Regions from separate parts of the Gossypium arboreum genome. Here region 1 is linked to region 2. Evidence: chromatin contacts called from public Hi-C data. All regions are on one chromosome and are shown on one strand. The core of a region is the stretch at or near the end of the contact, and the rest is flanking DNA. Distances in the headings are between cores, read along the strand shown. Region 1 holds the start of LOC108488503. Region 2 holds the start of LOC108489548 (aminopeptidase P1-like).

Region 1 (5,112 bases), core at 1,301-3,800, 160 kb before region 2:
AAAACATACAATTCATTCTTAATCTTTCCCATTCTCAGGTTTCGTCATAGATATAAAAGCATTGTGGCCTATACTCTGAGAAATATTCATTCTACTCGTCCCTATAAAAAATACTTGTTCATTTTATTCACAGAAAATTTCCTTATGTGAACTTTGTAACATATTATGTCTCCTTCTAGCATTTCTCCGGCATGCTTTGGTTGTAAATTAAACTTCTACATGTTCTTGACGAGATTCTGTTCACTTCATGCAGGGCTGATGTAGCTGTGGCTACTTTTTGGGCCTTCACATTTAGTATGTTAGTCATACTATCCTACTTGTCCCTTTATTTTAGTAACTACTGGCTTTCATGTATCCCAATATGCCTTGGTATTTTCCTTCCCATACGCTTGAGAGGTTGTAGGCAGGCTGTGGTCAAGAAGAGAGAGAGAAAGTTTCTATTACCCTTGTCCATGTGATCCGTTTTAAGCGCTAAAAGTAGTTTGATTCATTATTTGAGCTGCCCGTGGATGGCTTATTACTTGTTTTAACAAATGGGGCGAATTCAGACATTGACAAAATTGATCTTGGTCGGTGAAGACTGTTGCCTACCTTCTTTTAAAGTAGATGGTACAACTTATTGTTCATTTTTCTTCACAAAACCATACTTGAAGCCCATGGTCATTTGCCATACACTTTGAACCTGTAACATTTGACAGTTCTGTATACAACAAAAAGAACGATATGCCTATAAAATGAAAGCAAGAGAGAGAGGGAACATTGAAGAAGAAAAGAAACCATTTTCGGATTGAATTGGCAAGGGAGGTTGAAAGAAAATTTGCCATTCTTTTAAGTGGTTGTATGAAGCAATATGCTTCAATTTTCTTGAGGGTTGTCCTTGTTACCGAGTATTAATTAGTATAATTTCATAACCTTGTTGATTTTTCTTCTACTATCCTCTCATTTGAATACACTGTTTTAGTTTATAAACTTGTGGATTTCAGTCTTTTTTTGCTTCATAGTTGAGATTCAAATATGAGAACTAGATGGAATATTAGGACCAATATTGCTCCACAAATTGAACGGGAAATGGATTAATGGCCCTCTTTTATCATCATGTGGCTGAGGCTCCAGACATATCCTTTTTTCTGGCATTTTATTGTCGCAGATGTCTTTTAATTGCACCAGACTTGTTTTTTCTCCACTGGAGTTTCACAACATTGTTTGTATTTCTTTACCATTTATTAACTTAATATATAATATCTTATTATCAAAATTTTCAAATTAAATTTTTTAATTATTTTGATTTAATTTTTTAATATAATAAATAAATTTACATATTTATATATTAATTAATCAAAATATTTAAATAAATATATAAATAATGTACCTATATTTTTGTAATTTTAACATTTTAGTTATTTATTAAATTTTCAAATATGTTATAAGTTGCATTACCCGTAAATATTACTCTAATATCTTTAATGGTTATTTTAATTTATTATATTTCATTTTGTTACCACTGCAATGATTAAATCTAAACACATGTCTCACTTTTGACTTTAATTTTATTGCTGTAATACCCTAAGTTTGTAGGAATTGATACTAAGGAATTGCTAGTATTAGAGATTAGAGCCCATGCTTGACGGTAAAGCCTGGAAGGCGTCAACCACTAGTATCAACCCTCTAGTGCATTTACAATGACAGTGGCTTGTCTCTAACGAAGGAAGAATTCCTAGTATCAATTTTGATTTACAAGGTTAAAATATAATACAAAAGAAGCAAAGCAAAGGAGTTGCCGATCAATGAAAGTGAACACAGAGTCAAGCACTCAAGAACAGAGGTCACGCTTAAAGGCAAAGCCTAAAAAGGCACCAACCACCAATATCAACCCTCTAGTGCATTTACAATGACAGTGGCTTGTCTCTAATGAAGGAAGAATTCCTAGTATCAATTTTGATTTACAAGAGCAAAGGCCTCCATTAACGGTAACAAATGTAAGTCCAAACTTGTAGGGGTTAGGAGGCCCTCCCTCCTTGTCCTTCGCCATTTCCTCATTGTCACATTTTCCTTTCCACGGCGGTGTAGCTCCGTGCACGAGACCAAGTTTTGTGAATGTTTTGTTTAATTCGGGCAATAAGTTCCATCCAGCTAAACCATGTATATTGGGCCTTCTTTTTCGAGCACCAATGAGTCACTTTAATTTCTTCTCAATTTCCAATGGGCCTTGTCGTTTTTGTTTCCGTCAACAGACAGAAACTCACCTTTCCTTTACCCTTAATTTTTTATTTCGTTTATCATAATCCTTTTTCCCTTTAATTAATGTCCGAGATTGCCTACTTCATCCATCAGGCTTGGTTCACACCGTTCCTTGTCGAAATATTAGAGGCCTAAGTGTCGGCAACTAGTGGTTTCTGTAGAACCCGTATATTTCATTGGCCCTCCTCGAGTGCCATCTGGGTCATGGACATTCATCAGAAGCTACATTTCCTACACTCCACACCTGTCCATTAACATTTTCTACGTGTCTTAACATAACAAGAAAGAAGGTTTCTAGTATTGTCCTTTTAAGTAAACAATGTTCAATAATTTCACAACCCGAAAGAAGATAGGCGGAAATGAAAGCCATCCGATCGGTTCGAGCTCAGCCACCAGCAGTTTTCACTCCATCTCTGCGAGCTTCTTTAAGTCATCATAAAAGTTCAGTGATCAGCTTCAGGCCAATCATCACAAGTTGTTCCAAGCAACCAGAAAGCATGGAGCAGAAAGACGAAAAGCCTGAACAAAAACCTGGGTTAGAATATATTAATGAAGATGTTGCTTCTCTTTTTCTTCCCATGTCTACTACTACTACTAGTGGTTTTGAAACTGTTTGTTTCATGTGTTAAGGGATGTCATGTCTGAGTCATTCGGAGAGGGATATGCTACGAGATCAGATGAAGAAGGATTTGGAGGAATTTATGGAGAGAACGAGAGTATATCTGACATAAAAAAAAACAAGGAGATTCATGGAAGTCACCCAGGTTAGTAGTAGAGTAGAATGGTTAGGTAGTAGTAAGTAAAACTTGTTTTAATTGAACTGTATTTGATTTGTGGGTGGGTGCAATGCATGAAGCTTATGACAAGACGCAGGGGAGTGAAGTGAAGGAGAAGGAGAAAGCCAGGAATCAAACTCACGCTTCCTCTTAACTCATGGATGGAAAACCCAACTATGTTCACAAGTACCCTCCTCCATTTTGTTTCATGTGCGCCTTACCTTGCATTAGTTTATTATCTTCAGTTTTTTACTGCAGTTCTATATATGTAAGGGTTATTACACGGCTTAAGCTGTTACCAAACTTTCTCCTAAACAAACATCTTTAGCTGTATCTGTGAAAGCCCTAAAGCCTTCCTCCATCACCCGTCTATTGTTTTTTTTGCTCTTTTTACGTTATAAATTAATGGTTAAATTTCAGCTCTATCCTTCTAATTTCCATGTTCCGCTCAAATTTTAGATTTTATTTTTATATTTTAATTTTGATATAATTTCACATACTAACTTCTAAATGAGCCCAGCTTTTCGATTTGATCGAGTTGAATTTTTTTCAAACTCAGACGTGGTTTTTCATTTTTTTAGAAAATGCTCCAATTTTAATTTTTTGATTTAAATATTTAAATCAAAATATTAATATAAACTTTTTAATAATACTATTCTAATAGAAAATTATATATTTCAATGATGATTTCGAATGGTTTTTACTAAAAATTAATTATTATTTTCACATTATTTTTATTACTATATAATTAATTGTTTTTATGTTTTAAAATACCATATCAAAGAATTTAATCGAAAATTTTAATAGTGTTGATTTTGTCATCTTATTTTTATTTTTAAATTTAATTTTTGATAACTCAACTTTTAATATAAACATTTCGTTTTAATTAAAATGTTTATGTACATGTATTTAAATACACAAGCTTTTACTTTTTATTGAAATTTTACAATAATGAGATCTTTATATTATTCTTACATTATATTTTATATAATGGAATAGTTAACCTAGATATGTTATTATAATTAAAATGCTGACATGTATGTATTTTTATTTTTATTAATATTATATAATAATAATGAAATTTCAATTTTCTTTGGGAATTAATTTTTCATATAATTTAGTACTTTAATTTTTAATGTATTTAACTTATTTTATTTTAACTGTGAATTTTTAAGAATAGTTAATATTACTACAAGTATTTATTAAATTTAAGATCATAGCAATATTATTTTTTATTACATGATTATTAAGTAATTATTACTCGATGATAAATTTAATAAAAGAATTTTAAATGTATTAACATTTAAATTTAAATGGAGAAAGTAAAAAGGAAACCTTGCAAACGAAAGTACTGAAATTAAATAAAAAAATGAAAAATATGAGAATCTAGAGTATATTTTGACTCTTAAATGTTTACTCTAATTTACGTGAAGCATGGCAGAAACCATAAAAGAATTAAAGGATACTTGATTGAACTCAAATTACATATGTACGTTATTTTACACATTGAAAGAAGAAAAAGCTTTGATCTGCAATGAAACGATCATGCTTTGGTGAACAAAAAATGTTTACCAATCATTGAACGAACGATTAAATTTAGGAGTCTAATTTTCGGATATTAATACATCAATAGAGTACGATCCACATTTATCATTTCTATTACCGCTAGAAATAAAAATGCACTGCATGTGCTGAACGAAGAAAAACAGTAGTTGGGATAATTCAACTTGCAGAAGGTGGTGGGGGAGGGGGTGGCATTGACATTTGGGACATAGGAGGCCTTCCACCCATTTGCTGTTGCGGCCAACCATGTGGTGCTCCCATTCCCATTGGTGGCGGAGGCCTTGAAAGACCAGATACTGATTGTGGGGGTGGTGGTGGTGGCATGTTTGGCAGAGGTGGCCTGTACTGCATTGCAGGAGGAGGCATGACTGGAGGTGGAATTTGTTGTCCAAGATGCTGTGGCTGACCCTGCCAAGGTGATTGTCCGGCAAGCTGCATTTGTGGGTAGGGAACATTTTGAGGGGGTGGAGGCCGTGCTACTGGCATAGGGCCAGGAGGAACAGTGCCATTTGGAAAAGGTCGTGGCGGCACCGGT
Region 2 (5,861 bases), core at 1,429-3,928:
AAAAAGTAAGGCATGTTTTCTAAACGGATCGGGTCTCAGGTAAGTTATTCTGGCTAGAGCCCGGCTCGGTCCAAATTTACAAAAGAAAATGTTTTTTTTTGTGTGTGTTTTGCCACTGTTTTTTCATTATTTTTCTATCATTTCGCTCTTATATTTCTATTATTTTATTGTTATTGTTTGGATATTATATAACTCTTATTTTATTATTAATTTTACTATTATTTTAGAGGTATTTGATTGCTAATTTACATCTATCTTAGTGTTTATTTAAATATAATTTATTTTAATTTTTAGTGTATTTGATGTATTATATTTTTAAATTTATTTTATATAAAAATTAATATAAAATTTTAACACCGGCAGATCTAGCCGGATTCTAATTTTAATATTTTTATCTGGGTTAAACTTAAACAAAATTTTAAACTATTTTTTAGGTGAAATTTAAAAAAAAAAATCTAATTTTTTTACTTAGAACCGCCCGCTACTCCAGACCCTTTTTTCCATTTGCTTAATTCCATGCCGTCTTTCTTCACTCCTGGTTTTTATTTTTTTCCGTTTCCGAAATATATTTTCAGTCAAAAGAAATCGTTATACCCGTCAAATAATAAACTTCACAGGAAAATGGAAATAAAAAAAATAAAAATCTCAAATATTATCATTTATATATGTTACATAAATGGTTTCCTTATCAAGTTTTGATGTTGTTCAACAGAAAGAAATTGGTAAATATTTAATGAGTAAATAAAGTTCACTAAAAATATATAACATAGTCTTTTAATCATAATCATTAGATATTTTCACTTCATTTACACCAATAAAATATATAAATAACGAAGAAAATTGTAATGTTGATGGTGTGATAGCGGAGGGGTTAACTTACTCGAAGTCCCTCACTTTGGCCATTCAGACGAGCATGAAGGGTCCTTCTGGACAAGTACAGGTTCGTCCAAGATGGAGGGTACCACCCTCCTGGTTTGTATAAACTAAACACGGATGGTACGGTGAAGCTTGACTCGGGCAAGGCAACTGCTGACGGACTGATCAGGGACTCTAATGGGAGCTGGATATCAGGTTGCTGCAGGAATATATGAGCTAAATGCTGGGCTTTGGGCAATATTGGATGGCCTGGAACTAGCTTGGGAGAAAAAATTAACTATGTTGTTGGTCGAAAGTGATAGCGTAAGTGCTGTGAAGATGGTTCAAGAACAAAGCAGAGCAGATGATACAAACCTGGTTAACATGGGAAGTTACGGTGCAGTACACACCACGGCTGGTTAACATGGCTGCTGACTGTATGGCAAACGTGAAAGCAGATGAAGCTTTGAATCTGTTTATTTTCAATACACCGCCTGTAACAGTGAAGACAATTATACTCCGATATTTAATGGATGCTTCTATGTAATGCTTTTGGCTAATTTCTTAAATTAGCTTCTTCTTTTTTTTCAATCAAAATAAAATAAAATAAAAACGCAGAGGGAGAAAGTAAGGGAAAAAAGGCAAAAAAGGTAATTAAAAGGAACTCAACCCATCTAACATTACTTATTGGTTGAAATTAATGCATTATCTGTGTTTGAAACTGATGCTTAATGAAAATGAGAAAAAATGGTTTGGAGCTCACTTATTGGGGGAAGGTAACAATTGGGTCGACGCACCCGGGTGTAACAATTATATTTTATAATTTTGTTGGTTATTGTTTTCGAATGTCTGAAGTCTCTTGTCAAATGTAATCTTTACGATTTATTTATAAATGGAAGCTTTAAATTTATGATTGCACTTTTCTTTTTTTAAAAAATAAAAATCCTTGATTTTACTTCCCAAATAATATTATAAAGATTACCGAAACTTAGCTTAGAAATGTTAATAATTCCAAAAAATATTACTACTAGCGATGTCTTTGCTCATCTCGTCAAACCATCCATGGAATCCCCTACTAACACCAGGGCGTAACAAGGCTATGGCAAGCCCCTAAAATGAAAAAAATCATTTAGGTTGTTTAAAATTTTAAAATTTTAAATTAATAAGTAAAATTATACTTTAATCTCTTAAAAATGATAAATTTTGATTTAATCTTTTAAAATTATAAGCATATAAACTATCAAAATAATAAAATTACATTTTATTATCGAAAAAATTATAATTTAATTTCGACGCATAAAATTTTTTCTAGTTTTACTCCTCACTAACACTAGTGAGTCAAATATCAATTTACAATCATTTCTACTCTACTCGTAACTCCAGATGAAGATAATATTATTTAGGTTTTATTTGATTTAATTTCCTCAATTTTTAAACAAAATGCAGTTGGGTTTCATATTAATTTTAGGTTATAGATTTTGACCAAATCAATTTTGTTTTATAGTTTTTAGACATTATTTGATAAATATTGTTTAAACAAATAAAAATTATATAATATTTGTAAATTATTATTTTAAATAAAAATATTTAATTTTTATACCAAATAAAATTTAATACAATTTAAATAAACTTAAGTTGTAAATAAATAAATAAAAAGGTACAAACATTTCTATTTCTTTATTTTGTTTTCTCAGCCAAATATGATATCTAATTACCATGCCCTGGGAGGCTACTTCATTTATTACTAAGATATTTCAAAACCAGAAGCAAAGTAAAACAAGATCTGCATTGAAAATATCATGTCAAAGCTTGACAGTACGGAACATACGAAAGTAAAACAAGGAGCAAGTTGTAACAGTTAATTCGATGTAATTATAACACAAACAAAACAAATAATACAACTATTATTTTTTTTGTAGTCAAATCGAGACATCCTTATCTCAGCTTACACACTGCCTAACCTCCTGAAATCAGCACCCAATTCTCTTGGGTTCCTCAATCCTCGCTTTGTTTTAAAAGCAATCGCAACCCATCTGAAGAATAACTCGAAAACTTTCCTACAATTTTCAACCAAAAAACAGCTACTCTCTCGTTCGGTCTTTGATGGAGGAAATACTTTCTGCTTTGAGGTCTTTAATGGCCTCTCACTCTCCTCCTCTCCATGCCTTAATCGTACCTTCTGAAGATTATCATCAAGTAAACCCACTTTTCTTTTTCTTTAAATAGTAATTCCTTTAAAATATTTCAACTAATCTTTTTATGGGTTTAATTTTGAATCGATTTTTGCAGAGCGAATATGTTTCTGATCGTGATAAAAGGCGCGAATTTGTTTCTGGATTCACTGGAAGTGCAGGTTTTCTTTTTTCTTTATAAAGTTTCGTCTTATCATTATTATTAGTAAAGATTATATTGATTTTGAAAATAAGATTAGACTGATTTTGGAAATCTATTTCAGGTTTGGCACTTATTACAAAAGATGAAGCAAGGCTATGGACGGACGGCCGATATTTCTTGCAAGCGATGCAGCAGCTTAGTGATCAATGGCAACTGATGCGAATCGGAGAAGATCCTTCAGTTGATTCCTGGATATCTGATGTAAGTTTTACCATTCTGCCCCCCGAAATTTCAATCTTGTTCTTCAAATTTTGACTTACTAATTTTTTTTTACTAACTAATATAGAATTTGCCGAGAGAGGCAGCTATTGGGGTCGATCCTTGGTGTGTATCAGTGGATACGGCTCAAAGATGGGAACGTGCTTTTGCGAAAAACCACCAGAAACTAATACAAACCTCAAGCAATTTGGTTGATGAGGTGTGGAAAAACCAGCCACCCGCTGAAACTAACCCAGTTATCGTTCATCCCTTGGAATTTGCTGGTCGTTCTGTTGCTGAAAAGTTGAAAGATTTGAGAGAGAAGCTTGCTATTGAAAAGGCTTGTGGAATTATTATCACAGCTTTAGATGAGGTATGATTTATCAAATTGTTGGTCGAGTGGAATATGCTGAGTTGTTATATTTTGGAGTTCAAATACCTACTTTGCAGGTGGCTTGGTTATATAATATCCGTGGGAGTGATGTCTCTTACTGTCCAGTCGTTCATGCATTTGCTATTGTAACATTGAACTCGGCTTTCCTTTATGTGGACAAGAGGAAGGTTTCATCTAAGGTAGGATTTCATATTTCAGTTTGTAGGAGTTTTCAATTTTTATTCATTGGTGTTCTCTGCATATCAGTAGTTATTGCAAGCCCTGCATGAAGATAGGAGAAGGTTTTTACTGATTACATGTATGTTAATGCAGGTGAGCTCTTCCATACAAGAGAATGGAATTGAAGTTCGGGAGTATAGTACTGTGAGCTCAGATGTTGCGTTGTTAGCATCTAATCAGCTTGATAAGGACACAGGATTAAGTTCTGGTCAAAATGGTGTTTGTGAAAGTGGCACATGTGAAGCAGAAGAAAACAATAATGATCTTATATGGGTTGATCCTGCTTCATGCTGCTATGCATTATTTTCGAAACTAGATGCTAAGAAGATGCTCCAGCAGCAGTCACCTTTGGCCCTTGCTAAAGCCTTAAAGGTTGTCGATGCACTTCCTATCTAGTTGAATCTTACTATAGAAGTGTATAAAATATGCTTATTTGGTGTCTCTTTTGATATTCTGGAAATAATTTATTTAGGAGTTGGAACAACTTAGATTTTGGATGTTTACTTGTAAACTTACAGTAGTGAAGAAGCCGTTACTTATTTGAAATAATCTTTAATATCTATAGAGAAACTGAGATTGATCGTATTCCATTTAAATTAATTTGTTGTTCAAATCTGTATTCTAGAATCCAGTTGAGTTGGATGGATTAAGGAATGCACATATCCGGGATGGTGCAGCTGTTGTGCAGTATCTTGTCTGGTTGGATAAACAGGTATAGGACTTTGATCTTTATATATTATATCTCTTGCAAATTCATAAAACTTCTATTTGATTGTTTAAGATTCTACCCTCATCTGGTTTAGATTGGATATGTTTTCAAAGTACAATATTTCTCAACATATGCAACAAGATTTTAGGCTGTTGTTAGGCTTGTAATGATGCTATTCTCTTTCAAATGCTCAGATGCAAGAGATTTATGGGGCTTCTGGCTACTTCTTGGAGGGGAAGGGACGAAGCAAAAAAAGATCGTAAGCTATCAAATTGCTAGTTGATATATTTCCTCTCTTTCACCCCTGCACTTGGCTGTTTTTTGAGCCTGAAACCAAACAGGCTGTCCCCATCTGACAAAAATTTCTGAGCTATAGGTGCACTGACTCTTGGTGTTTTTTCATGCTATTGAATGAACCAAGCAGAGAGACTATGAAACTGACTGAGGTGACTGCTAGTGATAAGTTGGAGGGATTTCGTGCAACAAAAGAGGTAACAGTACTTTTGATAAAGTTATATTGTGATAATAAGGAAAATTATTCAAACTGTTGTTTTTGGTATAACAATAAAAATAAAATGTGAGAGTGGCATTCTTGAATTACTAGTGATAAGCTGTGTTGTTTTGTGTCCATCATCAACTGGCAACAACTTTGTTTTGTAAACTTGAGCATCATAGTGTTTGAAGTTAAGAGTTTTCTAATTGTCAGAACTTATGAGCATTTCAAAAGAAAAAGAAAAATTGGAACTCATAAGCATTTAGTGTGAAATGAGCATCTTTGCTCCAGTTGTTGCTAACATGCTGTGCATGCATTAATAGCTGTTCATGTTCCAAAATTTTTCTTTGTTCTTTGTTCTTGTTGCTAAAATGTTATGCATTATTTGTATTTTGATCATGCCACAAAAAATAATTCTATTACTAATTGCAGCACTTTAGAGGCCTAAGTTTCCCTACTATTTCTTCGGTTGGTCCAAATGCGGCCGTCATTCATTACTCACCTCAGCCTGAAACATGTGCTGAGCTTGATCCAGATAGCATTTATCTATTTGATTCAGGAGCGCAGGTATTCTATCACATCCTAATATTTTGCTTCTA

The links. Hi-C and Micro-C count contacts between places; a contact is called where the count stands out from the background.
Region 1: a contact with region 2 is called in a Hi-C map of leaf, with 3 times the contacts expected there. The contact joins the promoter of LOC108488503 here to the promoter of LOC108489548 in region 2. A contact is called at or near these places in 2 of 5 Hi-C or Micro-C datasets (both in leaf).

What each region holds. Positions count from the first base shown.
Region 1 is chr10:20,103,036-20,108,147 of ASM2569848v2, reverse strand. LOC108488503 reads left to right here and starts at 2,550. Exons shown (of 3, transcript XM_017792779.2): 1 at 2,550-2,773; 2 at 2,869-3,002; 3 at 3,095-3,448. The coding sequence starts at 2,598. The coding sequence ends at 3,168. LOC108487181 reads right to left here. Exons shown (of 9, transcript XM_017791449.2): 9 at 4,462-5,112. The coding sequence ends at 4,737.
Region 2 is chr10:19,939,208-19,945,068 of ASM2569848v2, reverse strand. LOC108489548 (aminopeptidase P1-like) reads left to right here and starts at 2,678. Exons shown (of 16, transcript XM_017794179.2): 1 at 2,678-3,051; 2 at 3,145-3,208; 3 at 3,311-3,450; 4 at 3,536-3,820; 5 at 3,898-4,020; 6 at 4,154-4,432; 7 at 4,686-4,772; 8 at 4,964-5,028; 9 at 5,194-5,260; 10 at 5,695-5,829. The coding sequence starts at 2,959.